Linked DNA regions of Mus musculus: regions 1 and 2 are each linked to region 3. Evidence: chromatin contacts called from public HiChIP or PLAC-seq data. All regions are on one chromosome and are shown on one strand. Each heading gives the region's core, a stretch centred on a gene start, on an enhancer-like site or on the middle of the called end of the contact. The rest is flanking DNA. Distances are from core to core; before and after follow the strand shown.

What was found. HiChIP or PLAC-seq counts read pairs in DNA pulled down with a chosen protein or histone mark.
Region 1: a contact with region 3 is called in an HNF4G HiChIP or PLAC-seq map of pancreatic cancer cells. The contact joins two enhancer-like sites. A contact is called at or near these places in 2 of 39 promoter capture datasets (the C10 cell line and hippocampal neurons), 1 of 15 datasets of contacts at CTCF or cohesin (large pre-B cells), 1 of 484 Hi-C or Micro-C datasets (CD8 T cells), 3 of 115 datasets of contacts at active chromatin or transcription factors (bone marrow-derived macrophages, embryonic stem cells and pancreatic cancer cells) and 1 of 9 other capture datasets (embryonic stem cells).
Region 2: a contact with region 3 is called in a FOXA1 HiChIP or PLAC-seq map of pancreatic cancer cells. The contact joins two enhancer-like sites. A contact is called at or near these places in 4 of 39 promoter capture datasets (3T3-L1-derived adipocytes, the C10 cell line, the HPC-7 cell line and 1 more), 1 of 484 Hi-C or Micro-C datasets (the HPC-7 cell line), 3 of 115 datasets of contacts at active chromatin or transcription factors (effector CD8 T cells, epiblast stem cells and pancreatic cancer cells) and 1 of 9 other capture datasets (macrophages).

The regions. Positions count from the first base shown.
Region 1 is chr14:64,631,237-64,635,173 of GRCm38.p6, reverse strand. The region is part of intron 2 of Gm36924 (a long non-coding RNA gene); the gene reads right to left. Among named protein-coding and RNA genes, the nearest start is that of Gm36924, 8.6 kb to the right of the region's middle. Within about 2 kb of position 1,708, at least 65 of the 459 cell types and tissues checked have an H3K27ac peak or open chromatin away from gene starts, as enhancers often do. A contact at or near this core is called in pancreatic cancer cells, where this site is marked.
Region 2 is chr14:64,665,325-64,668,727 of GRCm38.p6, reverse strand. All of the region lies in intron 1 of Kif13b (kinesin family member 13B), which reads right to left. Among named protein-coding and RNA genes, the nearest start is that of Kif13b, 14 kb to the right of the region's middle. Within about 2 kb of position 1,922, at least 139 of the 459 cell types and tissues checked have an H3K27ac peak or open chromatin away from gene starts, as enhancers often do. A contact at or near this core is called in the HPC-7 cell line and pancreatic cancer cells, where this site is marked.
Region 3 is chr14:65,112,271-65,116,231 of GRCm38.p6, reverse strand. It overlaps a transcript of Extl3 not described here. Among named protein-coding and RNA genes, the nearest start is that of Gm52119, 15 kb to the right of the region's middle. Within about 2 kb of position 2,546, at least 107 of the 459 cell types and tissues checked have an H3K27ac peak or open chromatin away from gene starts, as enhancers often do. A contact at or near this core is called in the HPC-7 cell line and pancreatic cancer cells, where this site is marked.

The DNA of each region.
Region 1 (3,937 bases), core at 459-2,958, 480 kb after region 3:
TCTGAACCCGCTATTTCTCAATTGTCTTTTGCTCAAAATAACCAATACATAAAAATGACATCCTTTGAGGTGGCATATGCTAGATCCTTAGTTGTAGTTGCTCTGACTTAACCCATCAGTGGATGGACTAGTAAGTTCTGAAAAAAATCAGTTTCACTGCGAAGGGTCTAGTACATTTATTACCAAAATGTCTTAAGTAGTTTTGTCATGGAACACTTTGGTTTTAACCTCTGAATTGAGAAATAAACTCACTATGTAGCCCAGGCAGTTCCCATCTTAGCCTCTTAAGTGCTGAGATTTCAGGTGTGCTCCACCAAGACAGCTTTACAGGAAAAAAAAAAAATGGCCTCATATACCTCAACTGATCTTGAACTTGCTCTGTACAGGAGGCTGGTCTTGAACTCTTGATCGGCTTGCTCCTGCCATCCTTACCCACCCCCCAAATGGGATTAAAGGCTTCTTTAGAGAAACTACATTCCTTCTGATTGACTGAGAAACACTTGGCTGTCTCGTCTAGTCTTGGGTTTGTAAGAGCCATCCTCCATATGTGGTCTTAACCTCCTTCTCCACCAAGCCTAAGCCAAAATTATGGTCCATGTAATATGCTCTGCTTTGGTTACTGGCCTTCCTAATTGAGTCCCTGTGTCCTTCCAACTGTCATTAAGATAGGTCAGGCACATAGCCTTCTATTTTAGTAACAACTGAATCATGCATTTGTTGGTATATAATCTGAACCCTTAAAACCACGGTCAGAATACTCCCAATGTTAAAAATTAAACAAATGCTATCCGAGTACAAACAAAGGTAGCTAGTGAGTCCACAGGCAAAGTCAAAGACTGACAGCTAACACTTGCAGTTGGAAGGCCTTTGGAGCTGTGTCCTTGGGTCATATCTTACCCAGTGGCAGTAGCAGTGGGCAATCTATTACTGGGGAGGAGCCAGAGAGCCAACATCCGCAGCTGTGGACATGGACAACGGACTATCTAGGCACTCTCCATGGGAAACTAAAGGCACGCTTGTTTTCAGCCCTATATTTTAGTCACTATGTAGGGTTTGTATTTGTCCCATGGTCTTCCACATTCTTCAATATAACTTAGGGCTCCCCAGTATCTTGGGGGAGGGGAGGGTTCTCCTACATTGTGAAACATTTGGCACTGAACTTGTAACACAACCACCATGAAAAGGAGACCCTCACTCATTCTGGTAGAGGTAGATGCTTGTGTAACTCTTTTAGAGAGAATCCTATATTTACTCTCCAGAGGAGTCTTACACTTGTTTATTAGTTTCAATCTGGTAATTCCACTTCTCAGAGACTTATCTTAAAGAAACAATGAGAATGGCAGCAAGATGCTCCACTGGCAAAGGCCTGGCCAAACTGAGTTTGATCCCAGAAACCCATGTGAAGGTGTGACGAGCTAACTGCATAAATTTATCCTCCCTCTTACATCTTACACACACACACACACACACACACACACACACACATGACCACGTGTGGGCTATGGTAAGCCCGCCTTCCATTTTCTTGGATTTATCCCAGTTCCCTCCCTTCACTCTTGTGAATGCTATCAACTTCCTTATTAGAACAGAAACTGGATATGATGACCGTAATAGGCACCGATGGGACGGGACGGTGGAGGCTGGGGTGGGACTGGGGCTTAGGCTGGCAAGGTGCATGGTTCAGGCTGCTATGTTCCAAGGCTGGAGGCCATCCTGGGGACAGCCTGGATAGTAAGCACTGACAGCCAAGGACGGACTGATCAAAGATGGCTGGCTGGTTGGAGGCGAAGACCAGAATAGAAACTAAAGCAGCAGTCAAGGTGCCAGGAGGTCAAGGCGAGTCTGAAACTGGTTCTCCTTCCAGGATGTTATCAGTAAACCATAAACCAGATTAGGAACCCAGGAAGTCAGGAAGGTGAGTGAGTCAAGGTGTGTTTGTGACCTGATTTGAAGACAGGCTTGTTTGCCTTTCTGAATCCTTCAGGGCAGGAACTGGGGTCATGGGCTATCCCAGGCACACAGAGAGCAGCTGGAGGAACAACTGTGGAGGACTACGTGGCTGTGGGTGGGTCCTGGGTATGAGGGACGGGAAGCCCTGGCAGTGCCACTGAGAGGACTATTTGGCTAGACTCACTGCAGGGAGCTTTTAAATAAATCCCAGAGTTCAGCCACACCCCAGGCCAATTATATTGGAATGTCTGGGGGTGGGGCTCAGAGTCAGTTGTTAATGTTTCCTTGGTGATTTAAATGTTCAGCGGGAGAACCTGGTGGGATCTCAGATCTGCTCCTTACAGAGGGTGCAGGTGGGGGATCAAGTGACCAGCCAGTAATTACGAAACAAACTTTTTTTTTTTAAGTGTCTAAAGAAATACTTAAGCCATTGTAAATATATGGGAGTATTTCTATTCTTTTATTTTATTGGGTCAGAAGTCTTACCATGTAGCTCTGGCTGGTCTGGAAGGAAGTCGTCCAGGCTAATCCAGGCTGGCCTCAACTCACAGAAGTCCTCCTGGCTCAGCCTCCCAAGTGTTGGGATTGATTACAAGGGTGCACCAATATGTTTGGTTACTGGCACAGGGGATGGAACAGAGGACTTTGTACATACCAGGCAGGCATTCTATCAATTGAGCCTGACCTGGTTCCAGATGGTTTTGATCAGAGATTTCTAAAGGCATAGTGATACTGTGGGAAGTGACTGGCCCCTGACATACAGGTCAGTCTCCTTCAGCACACATTTACTAACACTTGCAGTTAGGATCCACCTCAGTGAACACTGTCCTTCGTCAATGCTGCCAAAGGCACTATGAGGCCAGCAGTCGACAGCCTAGCTTTGCAGGTGCAGAGTCTAAGGGGAAATGGCTTCCCAAGGTTACAGACGAGCACAGAGTCGGGTGTGACTCCAGGATTTCTGACACAAACTGCCCTTTCTAGCTCTTTGCTGACTTGACTGCCCTCCACTGAACGACTGGGCTCTGATTATGCAGAGAGACACAAAGAGATCTAGTCCATTCTCCCCCTTGAGAGATGGACAGGGCTGGTGAGATGGCTCAGCAGTTAGGAGCACTGACTGCTCTTCCAAAGGTCCTGAGTTCAAATCCCAGCAACCACATGGTGGCTCACAACCATCCGTAATGAGATCTGATGCCCTCTTCTGGAGTGTCTGAAGACAGCTACAGTGTACTTACATATAATAAATAAATAAATAAATAAATATTAGAAAACATACCTTTAAAAAAAAAAGAGATGGACAGTTGTCTCCATATTCAAACACAATGAAGTTGGGTATGAAGGCTCATACCTGGAGTCACAGCATTCAGGAGGATTGTCACAAGTTAGAGCCCAGAGTAGGATTGTGGGGGTGGGAAAACCTGATAAGCTCAGTTGGTAAGACACTTCCCTAGCATGCCTGAAACCCTGGATCTGGTTCCCAGAGTGTGCAGTCATAGCCGATGATAGGCTCTCTGTTGGAGAGGTGGAGGTCAGAAGGTCAGAAATTCAAGGCCATCCTTGGGCACACAGCTAGTTTGAGGCCAGCCTGAACTACTGAGACCCTGCTTTAAATACATCACCACCGGGCTGGAGAGATGGCTCAGCAGTTAAGAGCACTGACCGCTCTTCCAGAGGTCCTGAGTTCAATTCCCAGTGACCACATGGTGGCTCACAACCCTCTATAATGGGGTCCGATGCACTCTTCTGATGTGTCTGAAGACAGCTACAGTGTACGCATATAAATAAATAAATCTTTTAAAAAAATACATCACCACCAAAACAAATCCCCAAAACCCTGGTGGCTCATGCCTTTAATCTCAGCACTCAGGAGACAGAGACAGAGGATCTCAATAAATTTGAGGCCAGACTCCAGAGTGAGTTCCAAGACAGCCAAGGCTACACAGAGAAATCCTATCCAGAAAAACCAAAAAGGTAAAAAAGAAAAAGA
Region 2 (3,403 bases), core at 673-3,172, 450 kb after region 3:
AGAACTCAGTTGCACATGGAAGTGCAGGAGGTAACCAAGCACTTAGGGGGAAGAGGCAGATGGAGTGGGGTTCAAGACAACCCTCAGATGGTTAGGGGTGTAGAGACCAGCCTAGTTAAGAAATACTGTCTCAGATAATAACAACAAAGTCTTACACTCACACTTCAACAGTAATAACGATCAATAATTTAATTTTCAAATGGGCAAATTACCAGGACACCTCTCTAAACAGGTACAAAAATGCCCACTGAGCACAGGAAGACATGCAGCACCGTGTGGTGCATATGGTGTCACTAGACACCACAGAAAGGCGAATCAAACCACAGTGAGATGCCCCCTGACACCCACTCAGAGAACAATAGCCAACAAGACAAAAACAAAGGTTGGCAAGGATGTGCAGAAGGCATGTGACTGGCACACAAGTGGGCTGGTCACTTGGGAAAACAGCTCAACAGTTCCTAACAGGGCTAAGCAGGGTCACCATACAACCCAGCAACTCTAGATGCACTGAAACCTGCATCGACACAAAAATTACTAGACAAAACGTTCATGACAGTGTGTTTTGCATAAAGTAGAAGAAAAAGAAACAACCCCAGAAGTCCATCAAGCAAAAAACAGATAATGTGAATTGCCACAGAATGGAACATTATTCAATAATTAAAATGAGTAGGGCCAGTGAGATGGCGCAGCAGGAAAAGGGCTTGATGGGCAAGCCTGATGACCTGCATTCCACCCTTGGAACAACCCACAGTGGAAGGAAAGAATCAGCTCCACATATGCAGGCTAGTACACACAACACTTAGTGTTAAAGTCATAAAATGAATGAACTCCTGATACAAGCCACTACTTGGCTGAGGCTTACAGTGACCTAAAAAGGGATAGTCAAAGGCCAGTAGGATGGCTAACAGGCAAAGGCACTTAAAATGCAAACCTTAAAATGCAGGTTCCTTCCCTGTTGCCTATGTAAAGGTGGAAGGAGAGAACCAGTCTGACCTCCACACATGCACCATGGCATGCACACACCTGCACACACACACGTCATACATACATATCACCACCAATAATAATAATACAAAAAATTTAATAGACAGTCACAAAGAACCACATGGTATGAGATTCCATTCAATCTCATACCTAAGTGGAGAAATGTACAAAAGAAAAAGCAGATGAGGAGTGTCTGGTGCAAAGGAAAACTGCTACAGGTCGAGTTTTTCTTCTGAGAGACACAAAATGTGTTCCTGAGTATACAGCTGAACTAACTACAAACCACAAAGCTGGATGTATTGTTTGGATGGGAACTGTGTCTGAGCAAAGCTGTTTTTAAAAAAGAATACTCTGCCTGTGTTTGTTCTCTAGTTTTTATATTCTTCTATTTGTCTGACCCAAAGAATGAAACTGTTTCAGTCTGCCTTACTCCCCCCACTGCCAAAAGATAAGCTCTCAGGAAAGGGGCTGTACCCTGTGGACTCAGCTGTAGTTCCCAAATAAGCTTGGCCAAATGTCTATGTAACATTTGTAATAAAGTATTTCCATGTCAAAGAAGGGCATGTTTTTTATTCATTTTAACTTACATAGCAAAATAAGATGGTTCCTCCTTTGCTGGCGCTAAGTTAACTTTTGCATATCTACTACTATTTGATTTCTCTCCAGTTTCACCTAGATGTGAAAGACTAATTCCAAAAAGGGGGGTTTTGCTCTGTGGTGGCCAGTTAGCCTTGTCATTTACTTCCAGTGCTTTGGTCTTGGCTCGGCACTGGGAGGCAACTTCGCAAACACTCAAGCAAGCAAGCACGAGTGAGCCCTGCTTCTGTGGGTTGAGCTTGAGCACCTGCAGGCATGGAGATTCGCTAATAGGCTTGCCCAGTGGTATCTGACCACACTGCAGGAGCTGGCCCCTCACACAGATCTCTATTACACGAACACATCACTAAAGCTCCGGAAGCACTGACTCAGAACCCACAATCTCACCGCCCACCACAAAGGCAGTGTAGCTTTGAGTTTGCTAAGAATGCCTCCTGTAAAACTGGATTTTCACTAAGAATGTACAAGCAAATTATCTTGAGTTGGGAGAAGATTCAAGGAATCTAAACATTTCCTTCAACACTTGTATGCTTCTGCCCTGCTTGCCACCATTTTTTTTTTCAGACAAGGTATTACTTTCACCCAGGCTGGAATCAAACTCATGCTCCTCTTCCCTCAGTTTGCCATGTGCTGGGATACAGGAATGTGCTTAAACTCCTAGCAAGCCCCACTCTCTTAACAGCTTCTCCTTTTGGAACACACACACACACCATGTAGGTCATCAAATGCAATTAATAATTTGGAAGCATTAAATGGTATTATTAAGAAGCTGGAAATTTTCATCACCAAGTATCATTTAATAATTAAAACATCGAATGTGAATTCACTTTATCCCAAATACACTGACATTTATAAATACCCCTACATGCCACTCAAATGCAGCCTTTAACACGTAATTAGCTATCTTCAATTCTTTATTAGCTCAGGGCTTTTTGTTTATTCATTTTTTTTTTTGTTGGGAGTGGTTTTCTTGAGGTGGTATTTTACCCTGAAACCCAGACTGGAACGAAAGGCGATCCTCCTTCCTGTTTCTGTTTCGTGCCTCTGGAATGTTGGGATTACCAGAGTGAGAAGCCACACCCATAGCTCAGTATTTACCAAATAAAACTCCCACCCCAATTCTGTCAACTGGTGGACAGACATCAAGAGAGGCTTTTCACAGGAGTGTTTAGAATGTGTCAGGGCTTACAGTCTAGGACACACACCCAAATAACCAGTGAGGTTTGGAGAGCTTGAAGGCTGGTTATCCAAGAAAACATTTTAAGGGGATGAAGAGAAGGCTCAATAGGTAAAAGCAGTTTACTCAACACGAGAATCTGACTTTGACCCCCACACCCACCTAAAGCTTAGCATGTTTGCAACAAAATGGCACACTCTGGGCTTAGGGATGGACTGCATCTCAAAAAATAATGTGGAGAGTGACTGAGGCATCATGCTCTAGCCTCTGCTTGCACACACTGACACACACATGTATATATATAACACAGTGGGGACAACAGCCATATACTACCTCTGTGAAAATAAAGCTACAGAGTTCATTCACAGCAGTATTATTCATAATCTCCAAAGTGGAAGAAACCTAAGAATCCATTACTGATGGCTGGATAGACAACACACACATACATACACCCGGCACAAGTAACATTATTCAGCCTTTAAAAACAAACAAATTTGTTAAATTTATTTTTGAAACAGGATCCCATGTAACTTAGGCTATATATGTAGCTGAGGCTGTCCTTGAACTCCCAATCCTCCGGTCTCTACTCCTAAGTGCTGGGACCACAGGTGTGTGACGCCACACCCACTTCTGGGTTGACCCTTG
Region 3 (3,961 bases), core at 1,297-3,796:
AATTAAAACTGTCCTGGGTTACACTCTATGCCTGCTGTTCCATCCCAGAAGACAACTTAGATTCTTGCCTCTGGAATCCTTAGGTCTAAAGAGATAAGAGAAAAATCAATTCTAACAACCCAATCTGGAGCATTTTATAATAAGATTAAAAACATTTACAGTAGTGAAGAGACCACAGCGCTAATTCTCTTTTTATGTTTTGAAAAGCTAGCTATAGGCTTTACATTTTGGTGGTTGGAGTGATGGCTCAGTGCTTTGGCAGAGGACCAGGGTTCGATTCCCAGCACATACTTGGTGGCTTACAGCCACCTCTAACTCTAGTTCTAGTGTACCCAGTGCCCTCTTCTGGCCTCCCCAGGCACTGCATGCATATGAATCACATACATACATGAAGGAACTCATGCATGTACAGTTTTTTAAAGAGTGACTGGATTGGGGACATAGCTCAGTGGGAGAACTCTTGCCTAGCATGTGCTACGTTCTAGGTTTGATTTCCCCAGACCCTCCGTAAACAACAAACAAGCAAAATATGCCTGTGTGAGGGCATCAGATCCCCTGGAACTGGAGGTACAGACAGGCGTGTAAGTGCCATGTGGGTGCTGGGAATTGAACCGGCATCCTTTGGAAGAGCAACCAGTGCTTTTAACCACCGAGCCATCTCTCCAGTAGAGTACTGACATAAAAGCACAAAAGACCAATGGAACAAAACAGAGGTTGCAGAAATAAATCCACACATTTATGGACAACTAAACCAAAATAATGAGCTCACACAGTGAGGAAAGGGAGGACGTCTATTCATGGCTGGCAAAGACTGAAATCCACTTGCACGAGAATGAAACTGGACACATCACACCATACACAAAAAGCTCTTCAGCTGAGCAGTGGTGGCACACACCTTTAATCCCAGCATTCGGGAGGCCGAGGCAGGTAGATCTCTGTGAGTTCAAGGGCAACCTAGTCTACAGAGTGAGTCCCAGGACAGCCAGGGCAGTAACACAATGAAAGCCTGTCTCTAAAAAAACAAAAACCAAACAAACAAAAAGGTTATTCAAATGGAGTAAGACTTAAATATAATACTTGGATGTTTAAAACTAGTAGAAGAGAATACAGGATGAAATACAGAAGAAATACAGGATTCTTGACACTGGCTTGGGAATTTAAGTTTGGGATATGACCCAAATTACAAAAGACAGTACACACACACAACAACACACACGATTAGATTAGATTTAAAAAGTTTCTGCACAGCAAAAGACATGACCAGCAGAATGAATGAAGAGATAACTCATGGCAATAGAAGCAAACTCTATAAGGAACGTAACGACATGGAATAAAAATTTATAAAGAGACAAGCAAGCTAGGCCTGTGGCACAAACCTTTAGTCCTAGGTAGCATTGGGGAGGCAGAAGCAGGTGGATGTCTGAGGTTCAAGGTCAGCCACATCTGCATAGCAATTTCCAGGTCAGCCAGGACTACATACTGCGATCCTTTCTCACAAAAAATAAAATAACAACAACAACAATAATAATTAATAATAATAAATGAAATTTAAAAGAATGTTTAAGAGAAAAATTAAAAAGAAAACTAGCTGGAGGCATTGTGCTCCCAGTGTAGTTTAAATTCGGGTATGGGATGCCTCTGGCTATTTATTTTTGCCCCAGATTGTGTAATTTATTTAGGATCTTGTGGTTCCCTATGAACTTCAGGATTGCCTTTTTTTCCTGTGAAAACTATCATTGATTTTGATAGGAGTTGAATAGTATGGGCATTTTATTTGGTTTGGTTTGGTTTGGTTTGGTTTGGTTTGGTTTTGGTTTTTCAAGACAGGGTTTCTCTGTATAGCCCTGGCTGTCCTGGAACTCACTTTGTAGACCAGGCTGGCCGTGAACTCAGAAATCCGCCTGCCTCTGCCTCCCGATTGCTGGGATTAAAGGCGTGTGCCACCATGCCTGGCTTAGTATGGGCATTTTAACAGTAGTCATTGATCCCACCAGCACAGAAAATCTTTCTGAGTCATCTTCAGTGTTGGTCATCAACATTTATAGTCATTGCAAGACGGTGTGGTCTGTCTCAATGGATAGGGGAAGCTTTCACAGGAGACAGGAAGAGAGAGAGAGAGAGACAGACAGACAGACAGAGAGACAGACAGACAGACAGAAGAAAGAGAAGGGGGAGAGACTATTATACATTGAAATATAATCTTCTGCCCTTCAATGGTTCCCCATGAACTCCTGTCTCTGCCCTGTGCCCTTCCCTTCCTCCATCCTTCCCTTCTTTCCTTCCTCTTTTCACTCATGGTGGTGTGTGGGTGAGAATCCAGAGCCCTGAGCATCCCAGGTAATTGCTGTACCACTGAGCCACACCCCAGGCTGTAGCATGCATTTCTTAAGCACGATGACATTCTCGTACCTAACCACAGGAAATTCAAACTGCTGTAATGCTATTAAATAATGGAGTCTGCCCACAAATGTCATCATTGTGCCAGTCATACATGTCAGGACCTTTTTGTCAGTCTGATCCAGTTCACCCGTTACACTGTTTGACTTCACACCCCTGGCCTCCCTCCCCCTCCGCCTCCTCTCCTCCCTTCTCTTGCTTTCCCCTCCCTGTCCTCTCCAGAACACTGGCATTCTGGGAATGTAGGTCAGTTTGGGGAAATGTTCAACTTGTTATTGTTTCCTTATGGCTGGATTGCATAATGCTTTTTATTTTTAATCTTGTCTTTTGAAGTAATTTTAAACTTAGCAGAAGTTCTCAGAGTTATATAGCACTTTGTTATAATTTTGTAAGTTTGAGGTTACCCTTAGCCAGATTTACCAGTTTCTGACAACTTTGCCTATGTCCAAATTAATTTTCATTCATATTCTTTCTCTCTTTTGTCCCCCCTCTCCCTTCCCCCAACTCTTCTATCCATCTCCTCTTGTTCTCTCTCTCCCACTTCCCTATAATCCCCCCACCCCACCCCCCACTACTCATTTCAGTTTTTGTGTTTTGAACAGTAGAGTGAACGGGAGGTACCCTTAGGTCACAATTCTGGAGAAGATTCTGTGGCCAGGAGCTGACCACCAGAGGCTCAGCATGTGCAGACAGGAAGCCATTGTAGACAGGAAGTGCCCTGTGGGGCGCTCAGAGTTTGTGCTAACTGGACTCAGGATGGCTGGAAGGGCAGTTAGCTCACCACTTACGACGCTTAAGTATTGGGACTTAATTCCACAGGCAAAACCACAGCGGGCTGTGGTCCTTGCCTGTGACCCCAGCACTTGGGTGGAGGTTGGAGTTAGGAGGGCCCTCTGGTGAGAAGTGAGTTTGAGGCCAGCCTGCACTGTGCAGACCTGGGGGATGGGAGAATGAAAACTAGACAAAGTGCAGATGAGTCACACACAGGAGAAATCACAGTGCAGAAAGGTTTTATGAGACGGGATGTCGGGACCGAGTGTAGCTCAGAAGAGGAAGGGCAAGATGAGCCATGTGGTAGAAATCCTGGCCTGCCAACTTGTGAAGGCTGGAAAAGGGTGGTCCAGGGGAATGCTTTTGGTTTCCTATTGTGTGCTACCCATTTTATATATGATGACTTGTTTAATTATCATAACCCCCCCCCCCCCAAGCAATAGCGGTGAGTTATTACCGTGGCCAGGAGCTGTCATAGTAAGTTTATGACACCATTGACATGCAGACCCACTCTGAAGTCCAGCGGGTTAAGAAGCCTTCGTTTGTAGAAGCATCCTTGTCAGGCTGCGATAGCCAGTTGGATGTGGTGGATGAAGACCACGGGAACGTAACAGCCTGTGTTTCCACCTTGGGCTACAGCCTGGTTGGTGATGGTGTTACCTGAGGTTGTGGTACCTGAAGAAGGGAGAGACCTGGGCAGGTGGAGAGAAGGATTTCGCTTGAGAGCTGAATGAAGTTGATTTGAACAACTGATTTGTGCAAAACAGGATAAGATGCTTAGTGGGCAGTGTGG